2 separate regions of the Pan troglodytes genome follow, and region 2 is linked to region 1. Evidence: chromatin contacts called from public Hi-C data. All regions are on one chromosome and are shown on one strand. Each heading gives the region's core, a stretch centred on a gene start, on an enhancer-like site or on the middle of the called end of the contact. The rest is flanking DNA. Distances are from core to core; before and after follow the strand shown.

Region 1 (4,424 bases), core at 113-2,612:
GGAGGGTGTGTGTGTGTGTGTGTGTGTGTGTGTGTGTGTGTATACACATACGTGTAAGCACTTTTAGTCTTAATTATACTATGAACAGAAAATGGGGCAACAGCCACTAGTGTTACTAGCTGGGTGGCTGGGATATATTTTACTAGGAAATCTATATTCTCTTCTGAAACGGCCAGATTTTTGCAAGCATTTTCCCCATCTCAGGGTGGGTGGGCTGTTGTCCTTGGTAAATGCTTTTTGTTTATTTCCAGCCCTTCCAACATGTTGGCGAATTATTGCAATATGAACTTCTAATCCGAAAAGGGGGGTGAGGAAGGGCACTGAGAAGAAGAGAAAGTTATAACAAACTCAAGCGACTGACACCACAGTTTTACTTGTCCCTTTGGACTTGTTTAGGAGTTGGGTCCTGTTTGGTGTTTCAAAGGAGGGAAAAGATATAAAAGTACAAGGTGCCTTAGAAATGGAAATCTTCTGATGTGGCCTCTTCTTTTCTTTTTAATAAAGAAGGTTAAAGAAAAAAACGAAGAGAGAGAAGACAGGGAGAAGACAGAGAGACAGTGACAGCCAGAGAAACAGAAAGAGAAAAAGTTGGGGGTCGGGGGGGGCGCAAGAGGGAGAAGAGGAAAGACAGGAAAAGAAAAGGAAAAGAAAAAGAGGAAAGAAAGAAGAAAAGAAACAAAAAGAAGAGAAAGGAAAGAAAGAGAAAGAAAGAAAGAAAGAAAGAAAGAGAGAAAGCGAGAAAGCGAGGAAGAGAGGAGAGGGCGAGTGCCCCGAGGGAGTCGGGCAAAAGCGAAATCCCGGCTTCCTACCCGGGAGAGCGGGAGAGCCGAGTTTTCCGCAGCGGCCGCGGGCTCGGAGCTTTTAAGGGTTTCTAATCCTGGAAGGCTGTCTGACATCACCCCGTTTCTTGTCGGCTGATGTTTCGTACAAGCCTCTCATTTCCTCAGTGTTTTCAGAGCCACCAATTACTGCAACAGTCTCGTGTTTATGTTTGCGCGCGCTCTCCTGCCTCGCTGGCCCTCCGCCTGGGAGGCTGCGCTTCCCTCCGACGCGCGGAGCCCAGAGAGGGTGGGTCGGGGGAGCGGGGAGGGGGGAATCTGGATCAGGCATTGAAGAAAAAGGGAGGGGTCCCCCTTAATTTTTTTTCATTGACTTCAGCACCATGTGATCAGGAAGTCTGGCCTCCCTCCATTTCCCCTCCCGACTAAAGGGAAACATTGTGTAGCAGCCGCCTGGGCCACCGGTGGGATGGCCTTCGCTGCCTGACGTAGGGAGATAAAAATAACCGGCATATTTAAGGCAGGATCAGGAATCCCGGCGCTCACACGCGGCCTGGTCAGTTCCCGAGGCCGCCCGGCAGGCAGCGCAGCCTGCGGGGAGGCCCCGCGCTCGACTGTGCGCGCCCCACCGCAGGCAGTGCTAGGGCGTACGACCGGACCCCGACCCTGACCCCGACCTTGACCTCGGGACCCAGGCCGACTCAGGCCTGGCTGAGCCTCCCAGATTCCCCAGGGAGGCCGAGCAAGACCGGCCCGAGGCAGTCTGGCTCAGGCTCGCTGGGCTGGGGCTGGGCCTGGGTTCTCTGTCCTGCCTCCCTGGAGACGAGAAGGAAGGATGCCGTGGCAAAGGGAAGGTAGTGCGAAGTTTGATGCCGAGGGGGGATTACAGAGCCTCTGTCTCAAGAGAAGGCGCACAAGGTGCCACCAAAAAAGCCACTTGTTTCTAGCCAGGCCCCCAACTCAGACCCACCACTGTGTGCACAAACTCTCAAATCAAATCTGCCTTCTCTATCCCCACTTTCCCTTCCAACTGCACATTGCAAAGATTTGCAAACATGTGGCAGGGCTGGAAATAAACAAGAAGCATTTAGCAGGCAAAAGGCACTGATGTGTTTCCACATTCATGCTCTCCTTGAAACCTCAACCCACACTACACAGGAAGTTCTGTTATCCTTATCTTACACAAAGGGAAACTGAGGCTCGGGGAGATGGAGCCACACATGGGCAATGCTTTCCCTACCACCTCAGTGGCCTCTCGAAACTGCATGACATTGGCACATTGCTTTATCATTCTGGAAACCACCTACCCTCTCTTCTTCCTCCTCCCTAAATAAAATTATTACCAAGCAAAAACAATGATGGTGAGCTTTCACTGACCTATGAAATCTCAGGTTTGCCCTAGCCCTGGGGCACAAAGAAGTTTTCACATCCATTTAATAATGGGAAATCTCCCTGCCTTCTGATGTCTAAAGTAACAAGATGTTTCAAAATTCCTGGCAGCTTTTCACCTAAAAACCAGATGTGCTGATGAAAAATGAACAGACATTCACCGCTAATCCAGAGATAGCAAATACCTATTTATCTGGGTAGAAGAGGCAAAGAACTTCCATTTTGGGAGATTTGGGAATTTAACCATCTATGGGGATGGAGACCCTGGAGTCTGGCAAGATTTTTCTGAATCTAAGCACCCAGCACAATGCCTAAGACTGAAAATACTCAACCCATAATTGTTGGATTGAGTGAATGGGGGGTGGGGGTGGGTTGTGGAAGGTGACAAGCAGCACTTAAAAACACATTGGGATGAGGTATGCTGGTCATATCTTTAGTGATCATACAAGCATGATCTCATTTAGTCCTTATAACTACCCTAGTCTGCAGGTATCATTGTCATCCCTGCCTTGTATGTAGGGAAACTGTAGTGCAGAGAAAAACTGCCCAAGGTAACACAGCTGGGTGCTGGAATTTGAATGCATGCAATCTGACTGCAGTAGCCAAGTTCTTCACCACTAGACTAAATCCAAAGAGTTGTGCCATGAGATGTCAGAGAAAGGGACCTGTTATTTACTAAGCACCTCTTTTGACTCAAGCTCCATGCTTACTACTGGAGAGGCAGGTCAGACACCACAGGCTCCAGGCTCTCAAAGAGGTGACTCCGGAAGCAAGACTGGACTTCAGACTCCTTCAAAGCAGCCCTAGTTCTCATTCACCTCTATCTTGCCAAACATCAACTATCACAAATGTCTGTTGAATCGTTCCCCCTGAGAGAAACCTTCTTTGACCACCACCAACCGCAGCATATTTAGATCTCCTTCCTGTTTCCACATTAGATATGGCACATGCCTGCCTTAAAGCGCTTGTCACCCAGCATCTGAGCTTTTTACTTACCTGCCTGCTCTCCCACTGGTCTAGGAGCACCTTGAAGGCAAAAATGGTGTCTAGATCAGTATAGACTCCAGAGCATGGCGGCCACTCACTAAATGTTTGCTAAATTATGAATGAATGCATATGAGACCTTCACTAGCCTCCAGTACAATGTAGGCCTCCTATCACCACAACACCCGGTTTTCTCTATCTCAGCACCCTGTTCTGTTGCCTCACAGAATCTGTCACAGTTTGTAATTTAATCTGTTTTTCTTCTCCTCCCACGAACCCACGAATGCAGGCACTGCCTCGCTTATGCCTGCCACCATAGCATTCCCAACATGTATTAAAGTGCCTCACACATTGCTGGCACTCAGTAAATACTTGTACAATGAATGAGTGAATGAATGAATGAATGAATGAATCAACAATAACTATTCCAAACCCACAAATGCAGGCACTGCCTCGCTTATGCCTGCCACCATAGCATTCCCAACATGTATTAAAGTGCCTCACACATTGCTGGCACTCAGTAAATATTTGTACAATGAATGAGTGAATGAATGAATGAATGAATGAATCAACAATAACTATTCCAAAGCCAGTCATAACTGAGCGAAGCCACTTGAAATAATGCCATTACCCAGATTGTATTCATAAAGTGAGGGCCTTTTGTTTGGTGACCACGTCAAATCTAAGTCTCATCCATATTGATGATAAAAAAGACTTAAAAGGGGGGTTATTGAATGAGGCCCTTCTTCTCACACAATGTGGGCTGCAGTGACCACTATAGTTAGAGCTGCACACAGACTCCCTTTATGCCCCTCTGTTTTCATTAGCTCAGGGAAAACTTGCCAAAGAGTGATCCTTTTGCGCTGAAATTTTCCATGCTGGGTCTTGGCAAAAGGTGAATTTTGGGGAAAAGTTTGAATAAAATCCCTTCAGCCATTTTTTAGTTTGATGAAGATGAAAAAAATACATTTTTTTCTGGCTTTTAATTGAAGACATTTTTAGGACACAGGAAACTCAAATTGAATTGAACTTTGAAAACTTGAAAGTCATATCTAATCCCGTCTGAGGAAACTGTGGAGCTCATCTTGGGCTCATTTTTTAAAAATTTAATAATAATTTTAAAAACTAAAAAGGACTTGAAAAATCTCTTTGCAGCCTTAGCAATCTTGACATGCTTTCTCCAACTTGAGCTATATAAGTCTTTCTGTGATTCTAGCAAATCACAGAAGCTCAGAGCTGTTTAGAAGTGATTTTAAAACTTGAATTTCAGCT
Region 2 (4,055 bases), core at 813-3,312, 150 kb after region 1:
TCTCCTCCCCCAGCTGCAACCCTGGCAGCCCTTGGCCAGAGCCAAGCTAGAGGATGGAAGTCACACTCAAGGGCGTCCGACTCTGGATCTTAGAGGGATTCCTGGCGTTGGCAGGGAGGGCCGAGTCAATTCATTCGGGGCGAGATGCATTCCAAGAATGCTTCTGTGGTCGGCGAGGAGTGGAAAAATCAGGTATCACAAATATTCTGAGGAAACCTAATAGGTACCAGAATCGCAGGGTTCAAACAGGTGACAACGACAAAGGACATTGGCAACTAGAACTCAAAAAGGGGTGAGCGCACTCTCTGCCCGGTGCCCGAGCTTCCACCACTTTCCCCAGTGTCCCCTCTCTTCTCTTTCCTAGGTTGACACCAGCCTAAGCGCCAGCGTTCGCCGGTGAGGGGGCTCCGTGGAGAGGGGGGCGGAGTCCCGCGCCGCACGCCGGAATCCAAAGTAAACACCTCGCCAAACCTACGTTTAGAAAGTGATACCAAACACCACATTCACGTTTTAAAAAAAATACTGTTTGCTGAGAAGATGAGAGCAAAACATTTCCCAGCTGGAAAATTACTGATCACAAACCAAGGGGAGAGTGGGGGTGGGGGAGGCAGCGTTATAAGATTGAAGTAAAGATCGCCGTTTCCTATTCCCTTCCCGGTGGGCAAGGACGCCTGCGGCGGGCTCGGTGTGCACTTTTTGAGAGCTAGGATCCCACCGCATCGCTCCACTTCCTGGCACATGGTCACTTCCCAGGGAAGTCCCTTTAGGGGGGCCTGACCTACCCGGAGCCTGAGCCGAAGGAACGAGTTGTCCTTTGACCTTTACTGGCCATTTCACCTCTTTATGACTCAATTTCTCATCCATAAAGTGGAAAGAAGAGTGCGTGGCTTGAAAAGTCATCAGTGAGTGTTTAATTCTTCTTTAATGGGTGTCTTCTATTATTATTATTCTACAGTGCAATTTAGTCATCAAATATTACAGGCAGTGGCTCACGCCTGTAATCCCAGCACTTCGGGAGGCCGAGGCAGGCTGATCACTTGAGGTCAGGTGTTCGAGACCTGCCTGGCCAACATGGTGAAACCCCGTCTCTACGAAAAATACAAAAATTAGCCGGCGTCGTGGCGCACGCCTGTAATCCGCGCTACTCGGGAGGCTGACGCAGGAGAATCGCTTGAACCCAGGAGGCGGAGGTTGCAGTGAGCTGAGATCGTGCCACTGCATTCCAGCTTGGGCGACACAGCGAGACTCTGTCTCACAGAAAAAAAAAAAAGAGGAAAAAAAAAAGGAAAGGGCTTCGAGATGGCTGGTTGAAAACTGTCTCCGCGCCTCACAGTCCCTCTTCTCTCCCTCACGCCTCTGAGTGAATCTTGAGCCCTTTCACTCCCTTTCTCGCTATTTAAAGTATCAAAACCATAACTCCCCATTCGTGCCTCTTTCCGCCTGTTCCCGGCGGAACACTCCTCTGGCCTTCTCTTGAGGCTCCCAGTTCACGCTGCACAGTGCTGGGCACCGCCTCCTCTCCACACCCCTAGCGCCCCCCACCCCTCGGCAGAAGGGCCCGCGAGGAACCGTGCGAGGTCAGGCCGAGCGCCGGCACCGCCACCGGCACTGGCGCTGAGCGACTAGAGCGGGCTCCTGCGAGCGCAGAGAGGGAGGGGGAGATGGAGGGCTGGATGAGTCACGCGGATAATCGCGCTCTTCTCCAGCGCGCAGACAGCGCGGCAAGCGCGTATGCTAGCAGGGGTGCGGACGCGTGACCGTGCCGCCCGCTGACCCCACCAGTCTTCGCGGGCTTCGAACCCAGGGAGCCGACAATGGCGGTGAGTACGACCCTGGTCGCGCAGCGACCGAACCTGCGCCCGGTTCCTCGCGCCCCGCGCTGGGGCGGACGCCGCCGCCGCCGCCGACACCACTGCCGCCGGCGTCAGCTCGGCTCCAGCCCGCCAGCTGCCTGGCTGGCGTCACGGCCCGGCCCAGCCCCGCCCGCGCCCCTCCTTCCCCTCCCCCGCCCCCACGTGCGCCGAGTTTGTTGATTTAGCTGCCATAGCAACGATGGAAGGGAGCCTCGGGGGGGGCGGAGAGAAGAAAGGGAGGGGCGGGGCATGGGAGAAGGCGGAGGAAAAGGCTGTAGCGAAGGAAGTTATAAGTAAGGAACGCGCGCCGGCGGCCGGCAGTTCCCCGACCAGAGAGAACGAACGTGTCTGCGGGCGCGCGGGGAGCAGAGGCGGTGGCGGGCGGCGGCGGCACCGGGAGCCGCCGAGTGACCCTCCCCGCCCCTCTGGCCCCCCACCCTCCCACCCGCCCGTGGCCCGCGCCCATGGCCGCGCGCGCTCCACACAACTCCCCGGACTCCGCGCCCTGCGCCGCCGACCAGTTCGCAGCTCCGCGCCACGGCAGCCAGTCTCACCTGGCGGCACCGCCCGCCCACCGCCCCGGCCACAGCCCCTGCGCCCACGGCAGCACTCGAGGCGACCGCGACAGTGGTGGGGGACGCTGCTGAGTGGAAGAGAGCGCAGCCCGGCCACCGGACCTACTTACTCGCTTTGCTGATTGTCTATTTTTGAGTTTACAACTTTTCTAAGAACTTTTGTATACAAAGGAACTTTTTAAAAAGGACGCTTCCAAGTTATATTTAATCCAAAGAAGAAGGATCTCGGCCAATTTGGGGTTTTGGGTTTTGGCTTCGTTTCTTCTCTTCGTTGACTTTGGGGTTCGGGTGCCCCAGCTGCTTCGGGCTGCCGAGGACCTTCTGGGCCCCCACATTAATGAGGTAGGTGAGGCGCGCGGCGCTGGGAGCAGGGAGGGGTGAGGACCGGTGGGACGCGCCGGAACGACGGCCGAAAGCCGCCCCTGACTCTCCTGTCTCTGCGCCCTGCCTTGCTCGCAGGCAGCCACCTGGCGAGTCTGACATGGCTGTCAGCGACGCGCTGCTCCCATCTTTCTCCACGTTCGCGTCTGGCCCGGCGGGAAGGGAGAAGACACTGCGTCAAGCAGGTGCCCCGAATAACGTGAGTATCGCCCCGGGCCGCCGGGAACGCCCGGTGGGTTTTCGTGGGTGTGGTGGGGGCGGGCGGAGCCTTGGGGTCACCAAGAGCCACTGAACGAGGGTAAGGAGCGGCCACCGCGCGGACTCCGCAACCTTCCCGGGATAGCTTCCGTGTCCTTGGCTCAGCTGTGTATGCCCGTGGTGCGAGCACTGCGGAGCCGCCTGGGGCGCAAGCCGGTTCTTCACCAGTCCCCGGGCGCGCTGTCGGTAGGGCGGGCGCTCGCGGGCCACCGGGCGGGAGGTGGCCGCGTCCCCAGACACTGGCTGGGCCAGAGTGAGTTTAACGCGTAGGCGGCCCCGTGGCGAGAGCGCACCGAGAGAGCCTCGGTGTGCCAATTCCGGGGACGTCCACGGGACCTGGCGGGGGAGGGACCAGCCGCGGCGTTCGCTCACACGCAATTGGGCAGACAGGACATAACACCCGCAATACAGACGCATCACCTCTTCTCCGACCCGGGAGTGGGCCGAGATTGCAGCGCTGGCGCCCTGGGTTCCCGGGTGCTTCCTGCCTGACCAGTCCCCATGTCTGGGCGGTGCAGTCGCGCGTGGCCCGCCAGCACGTCAGTATGTCGGGTGGCAACGGGGGACCACCACTGACAGGTCTCTCCCGCCCTGTCCCCGCAGCGCTGGCGGGAGGAGCTCTCCCACATGAAGCGACTTCCCCCAGTGCTTCCCGGCCGCCCCTATGACCTGGCGGCGGCGACCGTGGCCACAGACCTGGAGAGCGGCGGAGCCGGTGCGGCTTGCGGCGGTAGCAACCTGGCGCCCCTACCTCGGAGAGAGACCGAGGAGTTCAACGATCTCCTGGACCTGGACTTTATCCTCTCCAATTCGCTGACCCATCCTCCGGAGTCAGTGGCCGCCACCGTGTCCTCGTCAGCGTCAGCCTCCTCTTCGTCGTCGCCGTCGAGCAGCGGCCCTGCCAGCGCGCCCTCCACCTGCAGCTTCACCTATCCGATCCGGGCCGGGAACGACCCGGGCGTGGCGCCGGGCGGCACGGGCGGAGGCC

Evidence for each region. Hi-C and Micro-C count contacts between places; a contact is called where the count stands out from the background.
Region 2: a contact with region 1 is called in a Hi-C map of stem cell-derived neural progenitor cells, with 3 times the contacts expected there. The contact joins the promoter of KLF4 here to the enhancer-like site in region 1. A contact is called at or near these places in 2 of 7 Hi-C or Micro-C datasets (blood and stem cell-derived neural progenitor cells).

Annotation. Positions count from the first base shown.
Region 1 is chr11:30,818,914-30,823,337 of NHGRI_mPanTro3-v2.0_pri, forward strand. No RefSeq gene overlaps it. Among named protein-coding and RNA genes, the nearest start is that of KLF4, 150 kb to the right of the region's middle. Within about 2 kb of position 1,363, at least 20 of the 24 cell types and tissues checked have an H3K27ac peak or open chromatin away from gene starts, as enhancers often do. A contact at or near this core is called in stem cell-derived neural progenitor cells, where this site is marked.
Region 2 is chr11:30,965,977-30,970,031 of NHGRI_mPanTro3-v2.0_pri, forward strand. KLF4 (KLF transcription factor 4) reads left to right here and starts at 2,063. Exons shown (of 5, transcript XM_016961392.4): 1 at 2,063-2,770; 2 at 2,888-3,008; 3 at 3,671-4,055. The coding sequence starts at 2,766.